Linked DNA regions of Mus musculus: regions 2, 3, 4 and 5 are each linked to region 1. A link is a contact called in public ChIA-PET, HiChIP or PLAC-seq and promoter capture Hi-C data. All regions are on one chromosome and are shown on one strand. Each heading gives the region's core, a stretch centred on a gene start, on an enhancer-like site or on the middle of the called end of the contact. The rest is flanking DNA. Distances are from core to core; before and after follow the strand shown.

What was found. Promoter capture Hi-C pulls out the DNA fragments that hold promoters and counts their contacts. ChIA-PET counts read pairs in DNA pulled down with a chosen protein or histone mark. HiChIP or PLAC-seq counts read pairs in DNA pulled down with a chosen protein or histone mark. Capture Hi-C pulls out chosen DNA fragments and counts their contacts.
Region 2: an HNF4G HiChIP or PLAC-seq map of pancreatic cancer cells shows a contact between it and region 1. The contact joins the promoter of Gltp here to the promoter of 2210016L21Rik in region 1. A contact is called at or near these places in 6 of 39 promoter capture datasets (3T3-L1-derived adipocytes, the HPC-7 cell line, cranial neural crest and 3 more), 2 of 484 Hi-C or Micro-C datasets (Sertoli cells and embryonic fibroblasts), 14 of 115 datasets of contacts at active chromatin or transcription factors (the SCID.adh cell line, T-cell acute lymphoblastic leukemia, cardiomyocytes and 5 more) and 3 of 9 other capture datasets (adipose tissue, embryonic stem cells and pancreatic islet).
Region 3: a contact with region 1 is called in a promoter capture Hi-C map of pancreatic islet. The contact joins the promoter of Cabp1 here to the promoter of 2210016L21Rik in region 1. A contact is called at or near these places in 16 of 39 promoter capture datasets (the 3T3-L1 cell line, 3T3-L1-derived adipocytes, the C10 cell line and 11 more), 2 of 484 Hi-C or Micro-C datasets (bone marrow-derived macrophages and olfactory sensory neurons), 4 of 115 datasets of contacts at active chromatin or transcription factors (bone marrow-derived macrophages, forebrain, memory CD8 T cells and 1 more) and 4 of 9 other capture datasets (adipose tissue, liver, macrophages and 1 more).
Region 4: a contact with region 1 is called in an RNA polymerase II ChIA-PET map of memory CD8 T cells, with 254 read pairs. The contact joins the promoter of Mlec here to the promoter of 2210016L21Rik in region 1. A contact is called at or near these places in 19 of 39 promoter capture datasets (the 3T3-L1 cell line, 3T3-L1-derived adipocytes, the C10 cell line and 13 more), 1 of 484 Hi-C or Micro-C datasets (CD4 T cells), 14 of 115 datasets of contacts at active chromatin or transcription factors (the 230-238 cell line, the SCID.adh cell line, bone marrow-derived macrophages and 10 more) and 3 of 9 other capture datasets (adipose tissue, liver and pancreatic islet).
Region 5: a contact with region 1 is called in a promoter capture Hi-C map of hippocampal neurons, with 2.8 times the contacts expected there. The contact joins the enhancer-like site here to the promoter of 2210016L21Rik in region 1. A contact is called at or near these places in 4 of 39 promoter capture datasets (the 3T3-L1 cell line, the HPC-7 cell line and hippocampal neurons), 3 of 115 datasets of contacts at active chromatin or transcription factors (embryonic stem cells and microglia) and 3 of 9 other capture datasets (adipose tissue, embryonic stem cells and pancreatic islet).

Annotation. Positions count from the first base shown.
Region 1 is chr5:114,940,922-114,943,518 of GRCm38.p6, reverse strand. It overlaps 2210016L21Rik (RIKEN cDNA 2210016L21 gene), which reads right to left and starts at 1,317. Exons shown (of 6, transcript NM_028211.1): 1 at 1,164-1,317. The coding sequence starts at 1,311.
Region 2 is chr5:114,689,637-114,692,233 of GRCm38.p6, reverse strand. It overlaps Gltp (glycolipid transfer protein), which reads left to right and starts at 1,299. Exons shown (of 5, transcript NM_019821.2): 1 at 1,299-1,475. The coding sequence starts at 1,373.
Region 3 is chr5:115,193,062-115,195,658 of GRCm38.p6, reverse strand. Cabp1 (calcium binding protein 1) reads left to right here and starts at 1,278. Exons shown (of 6, transcript NM_001310712.1): 1 at 1,278-2,005. The coding sequence starts at 1,412. It overlaps Gm35515 (a long non-coding RNA gene), which reads right to left and starts at 1,321. Exons shown (of 3, transcript XR_387599.4): 1 at 769-1,321.
Region 4 is chr5:115,156,881-115,159,477 of GRCm38.p6, reverse strand. Mlec (malectin) reads left to right here and starts at 1,302. Exons shown (of 5, transcript NM_175403.3): 1 at 1,302-1,675. The coding sequence starts at 1,444.
Region 5 is chr5:114,742,682-114,745,278 of GRCm38.p6, reverse strand. It overlaps Git2 (GIT ArfGAP 2), which reads left to right. Exons shown (of 20, transcript NM_001347400.1): 14 at 1,399-1,548. Among named protein-coding and RNA genes, the nearest start is that of Mir7028, 24 kb to the right of the region's middle. Within about 2 kb of position 1,293, at least 62 of the 459 cell types and tissues checked have an H3K27ac peak or open chromatin away from gene starts, as enhancers often do. A contact at or near this core is called in hippocampal neurons, where this site is marked.

The DNA.
Region 1 (2,597 bases), core at 68-2,567:
CCCAGGACCCACATGACTTCTAAGCTCCCATGACACCTGTGTGAGTCTACAGACACACAACATAAAATGTAATAGAATAATCTAAAGGCCACTTTTTAAACCAGGCTTGGCAACACACACCTTTAATCCCAGCACTCAGAAGGCAAAGGCAGGCAGATCTCTATGAGTTTAAGACCAGTCTGGTTTATGTAGCGAGTTCTAGGGCAGTCAGAGCTACATGGGAGACTCTATGTCTAAAATAAAATAAAATAAAACTATAAGTTATATACTTTGTTTTTACATCGGTCCCCTTCTGAGACTTGAAAATGTTTACTGTTGTATGTCTAAGTCACATGACAACTTTTGGGAGTTAATCCTCTCTTTTACCATGGGTTCTGGGAATCCAGTGAGGTTGGCAGGTTTGTGTAGCAATTGCTGAGGCAACTCACTGATCTGGAAATGGAACTAGACATCTCAGGGGCTTTATGGTGGGTAAGAGTGTAAATGATTCTTTTCCAACAGTGTACTGTGAAGAAAATGTTTGGATGTATCTGTAAAAGGCTGTAACGAGATGTAACAATATGGTGTCGTCTACTGGGACAAACAGGTATTATCACGTGACTGTGGCTTGTAGCTCACATGCAGGAGAGGAGAAGGTATTAAATTCCCACGAGGAGTTCAAGTACAGATGCAATATATATATATATTTCTGCCTACTCTCTAAATTATAAGGCCTGTTGGATTCTCTAACCATGATTAAGAGTCATTATACTGGCAGATGCCGGATACATTCCGTCTGCTAGGCAATCTCTCGTTTAGGTATACTCCCGGGTGAGCTCAGTCTGAATGAGACATCAAGTGAGGGCCGAGAAAGTCGGGATTCTGAGACTACAAGAAGGAGGGGCATCACGGTCATCTCAGACAGGTGATGGGTTGGTTACCTTTCCAGAGGGAGGACACAGGACGCATTGAGGAAAGCAGTCAGGAGGCATTTAGGTGCCTCTGCGGCCTCCACGGGAATAAAGCAATCACCCTCTGCCCTCGGTGTCAGTGTGATCCCCAAAAGATCTCAGAAGCTCCCCCAAGAAAGCTCCTCTAAAACGTCAGGACGCCATGGCTCGCACCCCACCACGCATCCGTTTCAGGCCCCCGGGGAGGAGCCTGAGCCCCAGAAAGTCCCCTACCGGCTTCGGGTCTCTCCGCTGCCCCCGGGCGCTGCTCCAGCCCCCAGGCGGGCGTAGCCGCCTCGCGACAGCGTGCCAATTCCTCCGCATCGCTGCTGCTACTGCTGCTGTTCTCCGAATCGCTCATTGCACCGCTGGGCGCCACCATCCTGGGATGCCGCAAGGGGTTGTGGGGGGTAAAAAGCTTCCCTCTCACATGACCCACCTGTCAGAGCATCATGGGAATTGTAGTTCCCAGACCACCATTGGCGGCGAACGGTACAGAAAAATGAGCTCCGGAAGGATCCAGGAGACCACCACCTTCTCCAATCTTTTTGTTGTTGTTGTTTTTCTTTTTCCTTTTCTTTTTTCTCCTCTCATCCCCTCCCCTTTCCTCTCCTCCCCGTCTCTCCTTGTGATCCCCTCCCCACCTTTTCTCTTTTTTTCTCTTGTTTGCACAGGGAACGATAATACCCTAAAGTCAAACAAGAAGATGACAGAAGCAGGATTAGTTTTGTTTTTATTTTTAATTTTTTAAGGAAAAATGAATTCATGTGCGATTTAATGAAATCGGGAAGGCAACTAGCCACCTTTTTTACTTCAGGTTTTGATCTTAGGAAGATTGTTAAACTGTAGGCTTTTGAGGGTCTGACAAACAAACAGAACAAACAAATCAGATCGGAATGACTCTTGGAACAGCGGAGGATTTAGCAGTTAGTGCATAGTCCGTAAAACACCTGTAGACTAGCACTTGAGAGCTTTTGTGTGTGTGTGTGTGTGTTTTGTTTTTTTTTTTTTGTTTTTTGTTTTTGTTTTTTTCCCGAGACAGAGTTTCTCTGTATATCCCTGGCTGTCCTGGAACTCACTTTGTAGACCAGGCTGGCCTTGAACTCAGAAATCCGACTGCCTCTGCCACCCAAGTGCTGGGATTAAAGGTGTACACCACCACTACCAGGCAACATTTTTTTTAAGATTTATTTTATGTATATGAATGAATACTGTAGCTGTCTTCAGACACACCAGAAGAGGGCGCCAGATCCCAATACAGATGGTTGTGAGCCACCATGTGGTTCCTGGAATTGAACTCAGGACCTCTGGAAAAGCAGTCAGTTCTCTTAACCTCTGAACCATCTCTCCAGCCCTACACAAAGTTTTCTGCTCTTATGAAACACAACTGTTTAATTGCAGAAAACGAAGACTTTTTTTTAATGTCACTCCTTAATACATATCAGATTAATACACCTTTTGATTGTTTTCTATTAGAACACCCGAGCTTAAAAGTTGCCGTTTGAGTTGTTTGAGTTTCATTACAAAAGTGATTGACTTTTGACCTGGGTTTAAGACAGCGTTTCCAACAACTTCCGAAGCAGCCCCACCCATGTGTCTGTTGTTGTGTACAATACTGGCGAGAGGGAGCACTGTTGGCATTGCTGACTTCAGAACCAGCACATTGAC
Region 2 (2,597 bases), core at 50-2,549, 250 kb after region 1:
TGAAGCCAGAGGCCCCAGTGCAGGCTGTTATCTCTCCATGGAATTAGGGAGTCTTCCCAAAGGTGGGTGGGGTTCTGGCAGAGCTGGGACACTGGGGAGGCTGTTGTAGGAAGATTGCATCTTGGGATGCCCGAGGCGGGGAGTCTGGGTGGGGTGGGAACAAGCTGAAATTGGTGGCTTGGGCACCTATCAGTAGGAGATCTAACGTGACTGGGCATGCAAGAGATAAGGACGGTCGGATCTTTCCCCGCCCGCGACTTCTTGGGGTCATGCCTGTAGTTTGGGTCAATCTTTCTGCCATCTGCCTCCTGAAAGGGTAAATTAAAATCATTTAACAAGATTTAGTATATGCTTTTCTGGCCCCTAGACATCTTCTCACTGCCCTTACTATGAACCACAACTAATTTCCTTCCTTCCTTCCTTCCTTCCTTCCTTCCTTCCTTCCTTCCTTCCTCCCTCCCTCCCTCCCTCCCTCCCTCCCTCCCTCCCTTCTTCCCTCCCTTCCTTCCTTTATTTTTTGGTTTTCGAAACAGGGTTTCTCTGTGTATCCCTGGCTGTCCTGGAACTCACTCTGTAGACCAGGCTGTCCTGGAACTCAGAAATCCACCTGCCTCTGCCTCCCGAGTGCTGGGATTAAAGGCGTGCGCCACCACTGCCCAAATTACTCCCAGCCCCTGCTCGCCCTTCCCGTGCACCGCTCACAGCTCTCCGGCTCCCTCAATTTAAGGCTTTGCTTAAGCGCCATGGTCACTCTATCCTCCGTGACCATCACAGTACGGAGCAGCAGCAGTGCAGAGTAGGATTACTGAATACTCAGTGTGGGCGGAGTACCAGGCTCTCCACTTGGAATTTGGGCTGTTATCTCTCCATGGAATTAGGGAGTGTTCCCTAAACACACTGAGCTCTGTGTTTCAGGACGCAGCAGCTAGGCTGCATTGTGGCTGAGGTGAGCCGGGGTGTAGGCTGTGGGGCGCGAACCTGGCACTTTGGAGGACCCTGGATTGGGAAACAAGGCCCCGTCAGGGTTTGAGCTGTAAACCCGGCCAGAGCATCCCAACCTGGGCGCGGCTCACCAGGTGCAAGACGCCCGCGCTTCCGCTAAGCCCCGCCTCCAGACCAATGGCGCGGCGGCTGCGGGGGCGGCGGGCTTCGATTGGTCGGAAGGGCGCGGCGGTGGGCGCCCATTGGCAGAGCCCCTGAGGGGCGGGGCCGAGTGCTCCATGGCTCCGGCCTGCGGGCGGCGCTCGGCGCTCGCTGCGAGGCGCGGGCGGAAGTGGCGACGCTGGCGTCCCGGGAGGCGGCGGGCGGCGACAGCCCGGGCGCGGACGCCCTCGGCGCGGGCTGGGGCATCACCAAGGGCCTCGACCCCGAAATGGCGCTGCTGGCCGAGCACCTGCTCAAGCCGCTGCCCGCAGACCGGCAGATCGAGACCGGGCCCTTCCTGGAGGCTGTGGCTCACCTGCCGCCCTTCTTTGGTGAGTCCCGGGCTTTGCCAGTCCTCCTCACCTGCCCAGATCCCTCTTCCTCAGATGCACCCGGGCCCTTAACTCCCTGTCATCCATTGCACCCAAACACCGCTTGCTATTGCACCGTGGGCATGCTTCATCAGCCCTCCGGCTGCGCCTAACATCTTCATCCCCGGCTTCATTTTCCGCCCCCTTCAGAATGGTTCTCAATTCTCCCCCACCCTCACTCTGAACGATAAGCCCTACCCCCCACCCCAGCCTCTTCCCATCCCAGACCAAAGAACACCCCCATCCCACCCCACCACCTCCAAGGACTTGAAGATGGAGCTGCAAAACTCAAGGGCCCTTTTTAGAGGAAGTCATGAAAAGGGTTTCCCCCATCTGGGAAAGGGGGCTGGATTGTGGGGGTGATGTCAGCTGCAGGGTGCTTAGCTCGGATCCCCACCCCCTTTCGAAAAGGAAAAAGTCCGGTCTTCCATATGTCAAGTTGAAGCACCTCCCAGGAGCGCTGGAATGAGTCCCCAAGCCACTTTCAGGCGCGTTCTCTCCCCGCCCCTCCTCCAGCCTAAGACCTTGTTGTAAAGTGGAAGGAAAACTAATGCCTCCTGCCCTGCCCTTTGCCTTGCGGTTCACAGAGGGTGCTGCTACCTGAGCCCAGCTTTCTTCTTGGTGGGGACGCTCCCAGCGCCCTACCCTGCTAGCTCACTTGGTGACTTTGCAGGATGACACCAGCTCCCGGGTACAGAGTCCAGTTGAAATACTTGGACAGAGCCTTGAAACCGCCTTAGCCTGAGGAGGTCTGGCACCCACTCAACCCCTGGTGGGGATAGGGCGTGTGTGGCCATGTAGATCTGTGTCTTGGAGTCCCTATCTGTGAAATGGCAGGTTTGGGGGTGGGGACTAAATGAGAGCCTGTGAAGGGTGGGTGTTAGCTGTGGAAAGGAACTTGTGTGAAGTTCTTGAATCTAGTTTCGGGCCCAATGCGCCAGCCTGGAGGAGCATCCCGAGAGCAGGTCTCAGGCTTTCTCAGAGGCTGAGAAAGCTCCAGCACTGCCCAGTGGGTGCTCTGTCAACCCGTGGCATGCCTAAGACCTGCTTTTTTTCGCCTGTATCTCAGCTGTAGATCAGATT
Region 3 (2,597 bases), core at 29-2,528, 250 kb before region 1:
ACCCTCCTGTTTGCTTCTCCCAAGGGATTTCAGACATGTGCCACCACACCCAGATCCCCCCCCCAAAACACACACACACACACACACACACACACACACACACACGAGTTAGAATAGTTAAACAGAGTCTTACTCTGAAGCCTCAAGTTTATAGCAATTCTGGTTCCTCCACCTACCACATGCTGGAATTGCAGGCCCATGCCACCACGTCCAGATCTTTCTTTTTTTGCACATGCATAGGTAGAAATACACCATGCAAAAAAGAGGGTCCTCCTCGAAGCCCCGTGATATTGGGAGTCTGCCCATCTATCCTAATGAGGCTAAGCAGTGAGCAGGTTGTAAGGGACAGAGGATGGGCAGAGAACAGGGAGGCCCTCGCCTCCAAATCTTAACGTCCCTACTACTAAGCACCTTGGTACAAGGGGGCCTCAGGAGGTGCAGACTGGAGAGAAGCTGCTAAATGAGTGTGTGCCCTGTGCCAGCTCCCTCCTGCTGGAGTCTTTCTTGAGCACCAGGAAATCTTGTGTCGCCACGAAATCAGTTTGGGAAGAATCATTTGCATTTCACTGAAGAGGGGAAACCGGCTCAGGGAGGCTGATGACACTTGCCCAAGCTTCCCAGATGGCAAGCTGCAGAGCTGGGATTTGAGATTGAAACCAGCACAGTGTGACTTCCTGGATGCTTACCAAGGGCAGGAGTCCTCTCTCTAACAACTAGAAGGGCAGGAGGTGGTTCGATGGAGAAACAAGCATAGCCAACGTGTCCTACCTGGAACTTGACCACCACCAGGCACTTCCGGGACAGGTAGCTGCAGCCAGATGCCACCTGGCTCCTCTTCTGTTGTGTCAACTGTAAATTCCGTGGCTGACTTGCTCGGGGCAATCCTAGTCCGGTGTACTCTATGGAAGGTGGATGGACGAGGCATGGATACACTCCTAGCTTTATCCTTCCAGGTCATCTGGCTCCTGCGTTTGTCTGGATGGTGTCACAGAGTGCCTGCATCCTAGCTGAGTCTCTAGCGTCCTGCACCCCTTTGGTCCTATTGCCAAAGTTGTTCTCTCTGGAAAGTGCACCCTTGCTTGACTTTGGGGTGAGGGGGGGGCGACCGGCCGATCCTGGGCATGGAGGGATCCTCTGGGCGTGATAAGGGGCTCCGCCAGTCTCCTTGGGGGAGGTTAGCCAGCCCCTTCCCTCGTGCTCACATTCAGTGCCGCAGCGCCCCCTTGGCCACCAGAGGCGCCCGGAAGCGGGACTCCCCGAGCGCTGGGCGGGGCGAGGGGCGGGGCGCGGCGGCACCTGGGCCGCGGGAGAGCCGGGGGTGGGCTCTCGGGGGACAACCAGCTGCCCCCCCAGATCTGCAGCGCCGGCCGCCGGGAGCTCGAGGCTCCAGGCGCAGAGGCTGCGCTGTCACATGGGCGGCGGCGACGGGGCCGCATTTAAGCGGCCAGGGGACGGCGCCCGCCTGCAGCGCGTCCTCGGGCTTGGCTCCCGCCGGGCGCCCCGCTCTCTGCCCTCCGGGGGCCCCGCACCACCCCCGCCGGGCCATGCGAGCGCGGGCCCCGCCGCGATGAGCTCGCACATTGCCAAGAGCGAGTCCAAGACGTCGCTGCTCAAGGCGGCGGCGGCGAGCGGGGGCAGCCGGGCTCCCCGCCACAGCTCTGCGCGGGACCCCGGGCTGCGTGGCCGCCGGCTGCCCGGTCCCTGCCCCGGCTCGCCTCCACCGTGCGGGGACCCCAGCTCGCGGAGGCCCCTGTGCCGGCCCGTGCCGCGGGACGAGGGCGCGCGCGGGAGCCGGCGTGGGCTGCCCCAGGCGCACTGCAGGCCCCGGGAGACGCTACCGCCGGCCCGCGGGCGCGATGGGGAGGAACGGGGGCTGGCGCCAGCGCTCGGTCTACGGGGCTCCCTGCGATCGCGGGGTCGCGGGGACCCGGCTCCTGCTGGCACCCCCGAGGCGGACCCGTTCCTCCACCGGCTGCGCCCCATGCTCAGCTCCGCCTTCGGCCAGGTAAGGGCCGCGCCCCTCGCCCGCGCTCCGGGCACCGGCGCTCGGGACCCTACGGCGGCGGCGCGTCCCCGGTTCTGCTCGCTCTGCCCAGTCGGGGTGCACCTTGGCTCATCCTGTCCTCCCGCGGCCCTGGCGCTCCGCCACCCCCGTGTCTGATTCAGCACCCTGTGCGCTGTCCACACTTCGGGCCTCTTCCTGGGCGCCGCTCAGCTGAGCCTGCCTCGCACCTGCAAGAGCGACCTCCGCAATCCTCCGGGAGATTTTCCAGGGTCGTGAGCAGCGCTTGGAGCAGGCGGCGCCAACCTTCTCCTCTCTCTGGCCTCTGGCGACCCAGAGGAGCGAAGGGCTTGGAGTCTGAGCGGCAAAGGGGGAGGGCCTGGGAGTACAGCGAGTTGCTTGTGGATGATTTATACTAGCCGTGACTTAGAGTGTCCTCAAAGGTCTGGGAAAGTTAGGGGATTGGAAAAATGGGGAGGAGAAGAGATGTCTGGACAGGCATGAAGGGTCTGTCCAGAGCTACGGCTCCATCTAGAACTTGAGAGTGTTTTCAAGGAAGATGGTATTCCAGGGATGCTATCTGAATGGCAGTTAG
Region 4 (2,597 bases), core at 53-2,552, 220 kb before region 1:
CTGCCTCTGCCTCCCAAGTGCTGGGATTAAAGGCATGTGCCACGACCTCCTGGCCTTTGGGCCCCCACATCCTTAGCAGCCTTAAGGGGACTGGGGGTAAAAAAACCCATGTTCTCTGCCAAAGCAGCTAGCGCTCTAGACACCGAGCCATCTTTCCAGCCTCCTATTTATTGTTATAGAGACAGGATCGCACTCTTGGAGCTCAAGCTGGCCTTTTAAAACTCCCGGTAATCATCCTGCTTTAACCTCTGAGAATACAGGCACGCGTCACCTGGCGTCAGCGCGCCCAGAGTTGTTTTATGTTCCTTTTTCTGAACCTCAAAAATCAAATTCAACCGGGCTTTCCATGTTTTGTCCGCATTATCTGTATGGACAGGATAAGTACTTATGGAACAAATGATTCCACTTCCCCCGCTTGGCTGGGTCGGAAAAATGGGAGTTGAGGCAGATACCCAAGGGCATGGACAATAACGCAGAAGAGCGCTGTGTGAAATGCCAAAGCAGGGAGCTCGGGTCGTGCCAGTGGTCCCCAGCAGGAGGAGGAGGAGGAAGCCCCTAGCTCCACTTAGGTTTCCAGGCCCGCCAGGGACCGTCGCCATGGAGACGCAGGCACCCTGGAGCCCCCTCCCCCTAACAGCCACGCGTTTCCGCTGCGTTGGAGCATTCTGATTGGACGGCCTCCTGGACGCTACCACACACCAAGCGCCTGCTAAGGGGTGACGGTGGGGACCGTATCCTCGCGGGACTCGCGTGTCCCGCCACCTGTTCACATGGCATCCAAGGGAGAGACGGGCCCCGATGCTCCACCCGGGGACAAACCATCGCTCGGCTTGCAAGAGCCTGGGCTCTTGCTTTCTGAGTTGAAGGAGGAGGGATGGAAAAGGCGGCAACGCCCCCTTCTGAGCTGACTCGGTCCCCAGCTCTAGAGCACCGGAAGTGTTGGCGACGTGTCAGTGCGCCCTTCTCTAAACCTTCCCCGGCCCAGGCCACCTTTCCCAGTCGACTGTGGGATTCCGGGGCGGCCTGGGCGCTGCACCCGCCACTTCCGCATGGAACCGCCGCTTCAACCGAACTCCCTCCCTGGGCGCGCGCTCCTTCTCGTGCCCCGTGGTTGGGCCGGAGCCTAGGCGCGGCCACTCCCCTCCCCGGACGCACCAGCCAATGGCGCGGCCGCTCTCGGCGGGGTGGTGGGTAATTCATGAGGGCCTCCCTCTGATTGGCTGAGGCGCTCCGGGCTGAGGGCTGGGCGTCGGGGTAGGTTGCTCCCGAGGTGGGAGGCGGCGCCCCAAGGCCGAGGAGGTGGAGGAGGAGGAGGAGGAGGCCCTGAGAGCGACATGTCCCGGGTTGCCGAGGCAGAACGGTCCGCTGCGCTGTTCTCCTGAGTTGGGGGCGGCCGGCCGAGGACGAGGGTCGGCAGGGGCTGCCCCCGCCGTGGTGGCCGCCATGCTGAGGCCCCGGGGAGCCGAGGGAACCGCTGTGGCGCTTCTCCGGCTGCTTCTGTTGCTGCTGCTGCTGGGACCGAAGCTCCGGGGTCCGGGGCTCGGCGTGGTCGGCGCCGCCGGGGCCGGACTGCCGGAGAGCGTCATCTGGGCAGTGAACGCAGGCGGCGAGGCGCATGTGGACGTGCACGGGATCCACTTCCGCAAGGACCCTCTGGAAGGCCGGGTGGGCCGAGGTGAGAGCCCCTCCGGCCGAGCCTGGGGGGGTCCGCAGCCTGGGAGCAGGGCGCAGCTGCGGGCCTCGAACCCCTTCCTCTCCAGCCGGGAGACCACAGCCTTGGAACGAAGTTTCTCTCTGCAGTGAACCTACCCCCAGCCCCCCAACCCCCCACCCTCCAGGGACCTGGCCAGGACCCAGGGCCTAGCCCTGACTGGAAGCTTCCAAGAGCCATCGAGGCATAGAGTTGGCGAGAAGTTTATATTTAGACCCTTTCTCATTTTACCTTGCCCCAGCCCCTCATCCCACCCAAGCTGGGAATGTAAAAGGCAAGGGTGGCCTTTTGCCTGGCGCCTGGAGGCCTCGCAGGTTGGAGGTCATCGACTCCGCTGCTCTGCCATCCATCGCGACGGTTTCCAGGAGATGCTTTGCCCACCCTACAGATCACCCGCCGTTTTCCGTGCCCCTTCCAAGCCCGGGACTGAGGCTTGATTCTTCGCCAGAACGGCAGGGAGTCTTCGAAGGGGGAATAGTACGGGAAAGTTTGACTGTGGCACCCCTCCCCTCCCCTCCTTTGGAATTTGTATGCTTAAAAGTCAAAGCCACCCGACGGGTGTCGGTATATCGCAGCCCATCCTGCCTATGAGGTCAACCTGTGTAAGGTTTGAGTGTGACCCCCGGGTGATCGTAAGACGTTTGATCCCAGCTTAGGGGGAAAGTGGGTTTTACAGAGTTTCACAGTTCACAACGGCCAAATGAGAATTTTGAGGGCAGATGGTTAAAAATACAGGTTCACAACGGCCAAATGAGAATTTTTGAGAACAGATGGTTAAAAATACAGGTTCCTGGGCAGTCTCTAGACACAGTAGACAAACTTTTTTTTTTTTTTTTAACTTAACTAGCTGGGACTCGGGTCTCTGCCCTAGGCACTTCTGTTATAG
Region 5 (2,597 bases), core at 44-2,543, 200 kb after region 1:
GAAAAAGTAAAACTGGCAGAAGGGTTAGGCCTTGGAAGGTGCTGTGAGAGGGCTCAAGTTAGGCTCACTGCTAACTCAAGCCAAGCAAAGATTAAATAAATGCTCTTAAAATAAGGCCCTGTCACTGAGCAAGTGAAGGATCAGCGTTGACTCTAGGCTGAGGTCAGGACTGGAGGCTTCTCTGTGTCCCAGTGTGCTTAGCTCCTCCCCTCATGACCTCACTGATGGGGAAGCAGGGGACAGGAGACTATGCACTGCACAGGTGGTGCGCATCGCAAGAGCAGACAAGCTGGAGGTTAGGAGTTTGGAAGAGAGAGCATCAAGGGAGGAGCTCTTGACAGTACAGGGCTCTGAAACAAGGCCTCATAGATGTGCTGTCCTGCACCCGCGTAGAAGGCAGAACAAGAAAGCCTGGGCTGGAACAGCCTAGAAGAGCCCCACACTGTGCAGAGACTCTGGACAGCACAGTGAGGACCTCAGCTCTAAAGGGCATTGCAGCACGGCCTCAGGGCTCAGGCCAGTGGGGCCCAGGGAGAGAGACAGGGCACTGTTGAGTGAACAGGGGACAGGGCCAAGGGGTCTGCAGGCTGAACCCTCAGGACAGACTCAGATAGGCACTCCACAGACACTGAGTAACAAATAAACAAGAAGCTAGGCTGCCGAGGTCTGCAGGTTTGAAGCAGGGAGATAAGCTTAGATTTGTCCAGCATTTGCTGTTTGATATTGGCAGAAGGGACGCCCCTACCTGGACTGCCCCGTGCCAGTCCACTCAGTTACAGGCAGGGTCATTACCAGTCCCTCAGGGACGGACCATCCATTGATTGGCTGGGCTCCTGCTGCCCTTTCAGCCTCTCGCTGAGCACTGCTGCTGGACTCTCAGGAGCCCTGGCCTCCTCAGGCACGCCTTCCAGCTCCCCCAGCTCCTCCCCAGGCAGCCCAGCCAGCTGCTGCGTCCCACCCGCTCCATTGTCTGTGTCCCCAGCACTCAGTCCCTCTGTCCTGCCTTGGAACACCTTAGCCATCCCCTTTCCTGTGCTGCTGGAGTGTGAGCGCCATGGATGTAGCAGCCTGTCCTCTCTGTCACAGCGCACTGGAGACTGACTGATGCTCACTAGGTCATGTGGAGCGAGTGAATCCATAGAGTAAGCTCTTTAAGTTAGCAAGGACAGTGTGTGCAGGGCAGCGCAGAGCCTTGGCAGCCAGTGTCCACAGAGGTTTGCAGCGCTCTGCCTGCTCCTGCAGGAAGCTCTGCAGAGTGTCATGAGTCCTGGAGTGCCCCTGCCTTTCATATGGTCCACCTTTGCAGTCCAGCGGGCGTGGTGGAGATGGACATTCTTTAGCTGTTAGTCTTTAACATCATCATCGCGGATTGTGAACATTTTCCCGGTTTATTTTTAGAGCCTAGATTCAGATTTGTCAGATGGACCAGTCACTGTGCAGGAATTTATGGAGGTCAAAAGCGCCCTAGTGGCTTCTGAGGCCAAGAGACAGCAGCTAATGAAGGTGAATAACAACTTGAGTGACGAGCTGAGAATTATGCAGAAAAAGGTAACATGTTAATAAATGCCAGGATGGTTGACTCGTTGATCCCGGTCACCATGCTTATGGTCAGAGGGAAGAAAACATTTACTATAACAGACATAGACATACTGTCCTCTTGAAAGCAGGCTGTGTGTGTATGTTTGAAATGCAGCGCTCTGATGAGAAACGTGTTCAGTGTAGCACAGAGACTATAGCCCAGTGGTGGGTGGTGCATCTGCCTAGCATGAGCAAGGCCTGGGCCAGGGCCTGTGCTTGGCTGGGATTCTAATTCAGTGTATGTATGGACACAAAGCCTTGGGTTTGCACCTAAAAATGCATTCAGAGTAAACTCCCCTAGGAGAGACCTAGCAGCCCACTATTGGTGTGAGATAGCATAACTTTGCCCTGTCCTGGGCTTTCTGGGAATCTGGAAGCTACTGCTTGGGTGTGATTTTCCACACCTATTGCTGATTCTTAAAATTAATCTCACCATGCAGACAGAGCAGGCAGAAGCACGTGCTTCTCAGCGTAAGCCCTGGCACGTACCATGTGCCGTGCTTTCTCTGCTGGCACTGGCTCTGACTGCTACCCTGGCAACCCTCGCCAGCATCTCAGCCTGCTGTCACCACCTCGAGCAGGGCTTGACACACAGAAGACTGCCACATGTCTGCCTGTACTAACAAGGAGAGGCAACCCGTGTACGCTGCACTATCCTAGTCATTCCCCCAGGGCAGCCGTTCTCAACCTTTAGGGGACGTCAAGCAATCCTTTCACAGGGGTCGCCTAAGTCCATTGGAAAATGCAGAATTACAGATAGGAAGTAGTAACGAAATAATTTTATGGTTAGGGGTCAGCACAGCATGAGGAACTGTGTTAAGGGGACACAGCGTCAGGAAGGTTGAGAACCCCTGCTTCAGGGACTGGGAACTGCCTGTAGGAGAGGTCAGTGGGGAAGGCAGTGCTTGGGATGATGATGGAGAGCGACAGATGGGAAAGCCAGCTGTGCCCTAGACTCTGGGCACCGTAAGCATCGCTGACTGTCGTGAGAAAAAGCTCGCTATGCACCCCACGCAGAA